Regions from separate parts of the Macaca mulatta genome. Here region 2 is linked to region 1. A link is a contact called in public Hi-C data. All regions are on one chromosome and are shown on one strand. The core of a region is the stretch at or near the end of the contact, and the rest is flanking DNA. Distances in the headings are between cores, read along the strand shown. Region 1 holds the start of PPP2R5E (protein phosphatase 2 regulatory subunit B'epsilon). Region 2 holds the start of SGPP1 (sphingosine-1-phosphate phosphatase 1).

Evidence for each region. Hi-C and Micro-C count contacts between places; a contact is called where the count stands out from the background.
Region 2: a Hi-C map of fetal cortex germinal zone shows a contact between it and region 1, with 4 times the contacts expected there. The contact joins the promoter of SGPP1 here to the promoter of PPP2R5E in region 1. A contact is called at or near these places in 2 of 14 Hi-C or Micro-C datasets (fetal cortex germinal zone and fetal cortical plate).

What each region holds. Positions count from the first base shown.
Region 1 is chr7:136,632,604-136,636,487 of T2T-MMU8v2.0, reverse strand. It overlaps PPP2R5E (protein phosphatase 2 regulatory subunit B'epsilon), which reads left to right and starts at 1,393. Exons shown (of 14, transcript NM_001266743.2): 1 at 1,393-1,447. It overlaps LOC114679579 (a long non-coding RNA gene), which reads right to left and starts at 1,419. Exons shown (of 1, transcript XR_013396306.1): 1 at 1-1,419.
Region 2 is chr7:136,836,716-136,840,285 of T2T-MMU8v2.0, reverse strand. SGPP1 (sphingosine-1-phosphate phosphatase 1) reads left to right here and starts at 1,634. Exons shown (of 2, transcript XM_077941131.1): 1 at 1,634-2,446. The coding sequence starts at 1,763. LOC144330287 (a long non-coding RNA gene) reads right to left here. Exons shown (of 3, transcript XR_013396326.1): 3 at 1,594-3,570.

The sequences.
Region 1 (3,884 bases), core at 144-2,643:
TCTCCATTAACTCTTTCGGGTCCAACTTGCCAATTAAAATCTTGAAACTCCTAGTTTGGAGCTGGGTCTTTCCGAGCTCTGAGCACTCGGCTGACGGGGGCGGGGGGGAGGCGGATATTCTGAATGAATAGATAAATAGACTGCAAACTGTGGCGACAGCGTTTTCCCCACCTGCATTAACTAAACCAGCGCTGGCCTCAACGCTCCAGGGGGCTGATATTCAAAACAGACGTTTAAGGAAAAGGAGACGAGGTGAGAGAGAATTCGAAGGTTCAGCGGAGAGCGACTGCTGGGGGTTTCAAGGGACCCATTTACACAACCAGTGGCGCACCGGCGCGGGCCGGAGATCTTATTCCTGTCTACGCATCGCAGGGTCCCGTCCAGAGTGGGACTCCCCAAGCCCTGAGGGGCCACACTAGCTGCAGGGCGGGATCAAGTCTCCAGGGCTCCCCCACTCTTAGCCGACCCATGCCCTTGGAACCCTCTGGTCCAAGATGACCGCCGCCAAAGGCTCCGCAAAGCACGGAAAGCCAGCCAGCTGATCTGCTAGTCTTACACCTCCCGGAATTTAACAGCTCCTCTCAGGCCCAGCGGCTTCCCACTTCAGCCTGCCCCACCGCCGGGGCAGCTGCACCGCCAGAGATCGCGGCTGCATCCGGGTCCCTCACGCTTCGGCCCAATCCTCGACCTCCTCTCTTCCCACTCTCCTGTTTCTCCGCCCTCCTGCCGCCAATCCCTGATCAGGTCTCAACCGAACATGCTGTCAGGGGAGTGAAGGCGGATACTGGCCAATGAGGCCTCGCTTCCCGTTTGAAGTCTCCAGTGGGCGGGCGCCGGAGGCGGGCGCTGCTGGCCAGAAGGTTCGGTTGCGCGTGTGCCATGGACTCAGCCGCCCGGTGATATTGACAATAGGAGAGAGAAAGGGGCATTGACGGGGACCCACCGCGGGTAGCGAAAGGTGGCTCTGGCAGCGGCGGCTCCAGCTCCTGCGGCTCCTCCTCCTTCTCCTGTCCCCTTCTCTTGCTGCCGCTGCAGATCCAGTCTTCCTCCCTCCCTTCCCCCCCTCCCCACGTCGTCGCCGCCGCCGCCGGGTCCGGGGCAACGAGCTGAGGCGCCGCCCGCCAGGAATGTGAGCGAGGAGCCACCGGCGGAGCCGCAACGGGGTCGGTGCCGATTTGATGGGACGGGCCCGCGGGGGAGGATCGTGAGGCCGCCGCCGCCACCGGAACGCTGAGGTTCGGGTCCGGCCGTGAGGCCTAGAGGCTCCGCCGCCGCGGAACCGGAGGGACCCTGCACCGGACAGCCGTCGCCCCGGGCTCCCTGCAGCTGCCCGGACCTCCCCCTGCACGTCCCGGTCCCGCCGCCCGCCCCCGCTGCGGCCCCCTCGCCCGTCTCCCGCCCCTCCAAGCCACAGATCATCTTCGGATTCTTCCCCAGAAGCTTCAAGGTAACTTCGTTCCTCCAGCACCGCGGCTCGCCCGCTTCTCTTCTTCCTCCCGGTCCTCCTGGGGGACCTATGGGGCACCGGCCTTGGGAAGGCCTGGCCGGGCAGGCGAGGGGTGCGGTGAGGTGGGGTGCAGGAGCGGGAGCGCCCGTCCCACTTGTCTGATTTACCTACAAATGCTTCTGATGATGCCTCACATTCACTCTGCCCCCTCCCCCCTTTTTCTCCACCTTCTGGGATTGGAGGCGTTTTCTTGCTCCCCTTTATGAGGAGGATTCTCTAGCAGCTTATCTTCTCCAGGGCTTGGGGTGTGGGTTAGGAGCAAAGGGTGTATATAAGCATCCCCACAGACAAACCCCTTCCTTGTCTTTCCCTACTTCCCCTTACCACCTTTGGATTATCCTGAGCCGTGGAAATGCCCTGTGCCTGATGATTAGAGGATGATAAAGCTTCGGGCGCCCTGGCCCAGAGCGAAACCTGTTTCCCTGGGCTTTGCACGGACCCGCTGTTACCTTACGTTCAGTTTTGCAATGCTTCAGGGTTGCGATCCCTGATACTTATTCTGGGCCTCGGGCATAAGGGGTAAATGATTTTTTAAAAAGCTACCTATATATCATCTGTAGGGATGAGAGATGAGAGATAAAAAGAGACAAAAAGAACGATGGAGGAAGAGGATTTACTGAAATTTTGTAGTGTTAAGAGTTAGAATGAAGTCTAAATAATTCACATACCCGATTGGAAAATCGGCCCCTAAATTTACAACGTACAAATAAGATGTGGAGCTTTTGGCTGATGCAGTCATTTTGATATTTTAAAGTGATCTTAACATCTGTAGTCATTCATAGTTTGTGATTCTGTTTTGTATCCATCACATTATATTAAGGCTAAATTAGGTGGATTTTTAAAAACTTTTTTTTTTTAAGAAAACCAAAGAAGACTTCCAAATTCCAAACGTCAACATCATATGTGTGTATGTGTTTTTAAATATTTTTGGTTATTTTTTCATTGTCAAAATCCACGTAATCCAGGTAACTTTTTGTTCTCACGTGTTCAGGAAGAAATTCCCTTACTCTTTTATTTAGAAGTTAAAAACCACTTGTCTTGTGTATTGGAATGACAGGTGAGTAATTGCATTTCAGCATTTCCCCCATATGCATTATTTCTATCCGAGTCTGCCGTTAGTCTTGCATGGAACCTCAGTGCCATGGAAATGATGGCATCTGTTTAAATTGGTGAATGAAATTAAGCTTAACGCTTGTTACTTTAAGGAAATAGCCTTCATTTTAATAACTCAAGAGGGTTAAACAATGCAAAAGTGCGGTTCGGTTCCATAAGTTTGATGGAATGAAAATTGGTATTTGATGATGAACTAAACTTCAAGGTCTAAACCTCAAGGGAACTCAACTTGGTTGTTTCAGTAGGCTGTGAATTTATGTTTTTAGTTCAACTTTGGTGCTTGATTTCCTCATAGTTTTTATTAAGCTTTAATAACGTAAGGTGGCTTTATTCAAAAAGAAGACTTCTTTGAAATATTTTAATTATACCTTTTATGTGTTTTGTTTAAAGTAATGTAGCCTGTCCTCATTTGCAGTGTGGTATAGTTTATCACAGCTTACATAGCACATCCCATTAAAAGTTATGCCTAGATAGTTTCAGTAGTAGTAAATTTCACCTTGCTCTGATACATTGGTATAGATTCTTGAAGTACACTAAGGGTTTTAACTCCAGAACCCATTCATAATATTAAATATCTTGGGAAAATGTATCGATGGAAGTTTTCCAGCTACAGAATAGCTCCAAAAATTACTTGAAGATGTGAAGAGCTTTGCAGTTAGAAAATGGGCAGGCAGCATAGAGTTCTTTAAGCCTCAATGAATATCTTTAATGCTTATAATGGAGTGGCACAATACATTAGAGTTCTGATATTATTTCCATGATACTTATATTATTTTCACCAAATTTTCATGTTTTCTCATTAACATATGACTTTTTTTTTTTCCTTTTTTTTTTTGGAGAAGGAGTTTTGCTGTTATTGCCCAGGCTGGAGTGCAATAGCGTGCTCTCGGCTCACTGCAATCTCCGCCTCCTGGGTTCAAGTGATTCTCCCGCCTCAGCCTCCCCAGAAGCTGGGATTACAGGCATGCGCCACCACGCCTGGCTAATTTTTGTATTTTTTTTTTTTTTTTAGTAGAAATGGGGTTTCTCCATGTTGATCAGGCTGGTCTCGAACTCTTGATCTGAGGTTATCTGCCTGCCTTGGCCTCCCAAAGTGCTGGGATTACAGGCGTGAGCCACCGTGCCTGGCCTTTTTTTTTTTTTTTTTTGAGATGGAGTCTTGGTCTGTGGCCCAGGCTGGAGTGCAGTGGTGCCATCTCGGCTCACTACAACCTCCGCCTCCTGGCTTCAAGAGGTTCTCCTGCCTCAGCTTCTCGAGTAGCTG
Region 2 (3,570 bases), core at 385-2,884, 200 kb before region 1:
TGCCTCAGTCTCCTAGTTATCTGGGACTACAGGTGTGGGCCACCATGCCTGGCTTTTTTTTTTTTTTTTTTTGAGATAGAGTTTCACTCTTGTTGCCTAGGTTGGAGTGCAATGGCGCGATCTCGGCTCACAACTTCCGCCTCCAGGGCTCAAGCAATTCTCCTGCCTCAGCCTCCCCAGTAGCTGGGATTACAGGCATGTGCCACCCCGCCGCTAATTTTTTATTTTCAGTAGAGAGGGGGTTTCTCCATGTTGGTCAGGCTGGTCTTTAACTCCCGACCTCAGGTGATCCGCCCGCCTAGGCCTCGCAAAGTGTTGGGATTACAGGCGTAAGCCACTGCGCCCAGCCCTGCCCGGCTAATTTTGTTCATTTTTTGTAGAGGTGGGGTCTCCCTACGTTGCCCAGGCTGTTGTCATACTCCTGGACTCAAGCCATCCTCCCTCCTCGACCTCCCAAAGTGTTGGGATTACAGGCATTAACTACCACGCCTGAAGGAAAACATTTCTGGTGTCTTAAAGGCATGGGGCAATTTCAAGCCTGTTTCTTGGAAGTAGTTCACATTCTTTAATTACAGACCTTCACCTGACCATGGCCGGGTGTGGTGGCTCACGCCTGTAAACCCAGCACTTTGGGAGGCCAAGGCAGGAGAATCACTTCAGCCCAGGAGTTGGAGACCAGCCTGGGCAATATAGCGAGACTCTGTCTCATCTCTCTCTCTCCAGATATACATAAAAGACATTCACCTGACCTGAGGAATCCAGAGACCTTATAAACTGCTCTAGCTAGAAGTCAAGTTGGTAACTTGTGAGACAGGGAAGTTAAGCGTCTAAATTAACGTTATCAAACTTAAAAATCTATATACTGCATTCATCCTCTACATTTATTCTGTGCAAGCCCTCTAGGTATTAGAATCTATGAAAAGGAAATTTTACACTTAAGTCAAGAACACCTGTGCTCCCTTAACATATACCAAAATATTTGATAAATGATACAGTATTTTGAATTTGTAGGTGGCTGGGTTTTCTTTTGCAGACCACACCTGTTAATATCACCTGGCTCTGTCTTGGGATCTACATGTAGTCTTGCCAACACTGGTCAATTGGCACGTGGTTTTCCGAACATCAGTCGCCTGGGACAGCTCTGTAATTACTTGTTAATTACTTGAGTCGAATGATTCCGGACTCGTGGTGGTTGCTTCGCCTTCATTGATCATTCACCATTTGGTTCTGTGCCCGCAGAATGTCCGGCTGCTTGGTCACAGGCATTGCACAAGCTGGCACCAGGATCGTGGCCTCTTCAAGTCAACGTCTGGCTGAGGGAATCCGGCGACACTAGCCCGCGTGGAAGAAGGGCTGAAGGTAGAGCAGGGAAACACGCCGCGACGCCTGCTGGTGGTTATTACCGGGGACCTCAAAGCGGCCGCCTGCCGATCCTCAACGCCAAGCAGCCGCCGGATGCGCTCAGGGCTGAACCTCGCAGCCCGGCCCCTCAGGGATCCCGGGCGGGGGCGGGGCGGGGCGGGGCGGGGCGGGGCGCGGCGCGGCGCGGCGCGCGCGCCGAGGCCGCGGGCGGTGGCGGGGCGCGCGCAGAGAGGGAGGGGCGCGCGAGGGCGCGCGGCGGCCGCAGCGGCCTGTGGCGCCGTCACCCGGCGCACTCCGGCGGGTAGAGCGCGGTGCCGGTACTGCTGCTGCTGGCCGAGAGCGCGGGGACAGTTCGGGGCTGTGCCGGGGGCCGGCCAGCCTTCCCGGGGGTTCTGTTATCATGTCGCTGAGGCAGCGCCTGGCCCAGCTGGTTGGCCGTCTGCAGGACCCGCAGAAAGTGGCCCGTTTTCAGCGGCTGTGCGGGGTGGAAGCGCCGCCGCGCCGCTCAGCAGATCCAAGGGAGGATGAGAAGGCGGAGGCGCCCCTCGCCGGAGACCCTCGACTGCGAGGGCGGCCGCCGGGGGCGCCCGGAGGACCCCAGCCGCCCGGGAGCGACCGCAATCAGTGCCCCGCCAAGCCGGACGGCGGCGGCTCCCCCAACGGCGTGCGGAACGGGCTGGCGGCCGAGCTGGGCCCGGCCTCGCCGCGGCGCGCGGGCGCCCTGCGCCGCAACTCGCTGACGGGCGAGGAGGGCCAGCTGGCCCGCGTGAGCAACTGGCCGCTCTACTGCCTGTTCTGCTTCGGCACGGAGCTGGGCAACGAACTCTTCTACATCCTGTTCTTCCCCTTCTGGATCTGGAACCTGGACCCTCTGGTGGGCCGGAGGCTCGTGGTCATCTGGGTGCTGGTCATGTACCTGGGCCAGTGCACCAAGGACATCATCCGCTGGCCGCGGCCCGCCTCGCCGCCCGTGGTCAAGTTAGAGGTCTTCTACAACTCCGAGTACAGCATGCCCTCCACTCATGCCATGTCCGGCACCGCCATCCCCATTTCTATGGTCCTCCTCACCTATGGCCGCTGGCAGGTAAGGTTCCCTCTCGTCCTGTTCAGCCTGGGGGAGTTCAAAGAACTCGGAGTTCTCTTTGCTCTCTGCATTTATTTTAATTCGGCCGTTCCCCTCCAAAGCCTCTCTTTCCACAGGTTTTCACAATACCCTCAAACAGGCCCTTTCTGGGTTTTGAAAAATTAAGTGATTGGGGGAAACTAGAGACTTAGCCATTGAATTATATTTTAATATTAAATTCCCATTTAATGCCTTTCTTAGAACCCAAAGGACACACTTTTTCTAGAGTAATATATTGTCATTGGGCTTTGGTTGAGTTTTTAAAACGGCTTTAATTCTTGCAATGCACAGTGGAAGTTAATTTTTAAAATAATTAATCGCTATGTAAACTAAGACCCAGTTTCACCGTAATATATGGTGCCTTCCCTGAAACTGATTGTTTCGGAAAGAGGTAAAGTCATTAGCTTTACCGTGAGACAGTGTTTACAAAACCTTGCTGTAATTCCAAAACAAACGTGCTAGTTTCAAGCAATGAAGTAATCGATTTTCAGCGAAATTCCCTTTATGGAAGTTAACGGAGCACAGTGTGAGTTGTTTTTAAGGGGTGTGGTTGCTACTTTGCTGATAAAGTTTAATTATCTTCTGGATTACTGATCTGTAGTATCTTAACAGTTGTTGAGCTACAACTGTAATACTATAGTATTATTACCTCATTAACTCTAAAAATGCATGGTTTAGAAGTTATTCTTAAAGATAGGGCTCTTGATCAGACTAGTGGGTTTATAAAAATGGCAAATGTGACAGCAGGTTCAGCCTGACAATCAGGAAGAGTTTTTTTTTTTTTTTTAACCCTCTCTGAAAACTGCCAAGGGAAGAGTTTTTAATGGTAATCGTTTTTATTTTGCTTACTTCTTTTGTCCTTCCGATGTTTATCTGTCTTTGAATTGTAAGATTTGTTAATCCTGCAGACCAGTCCCTTATTTTAAGAATAAAGTGCGTAATTATGGAGGCTCTAAGGAAACAAACTTCCTCTATTTTTCCCCTTTACTTCACAAAATCATTTTACATTGAGAAATACACATTCTGTGTAAAACTCCATTATGGTAAGCTTACTTATCCCACATTAAATTTCAGTGTAGATAAAA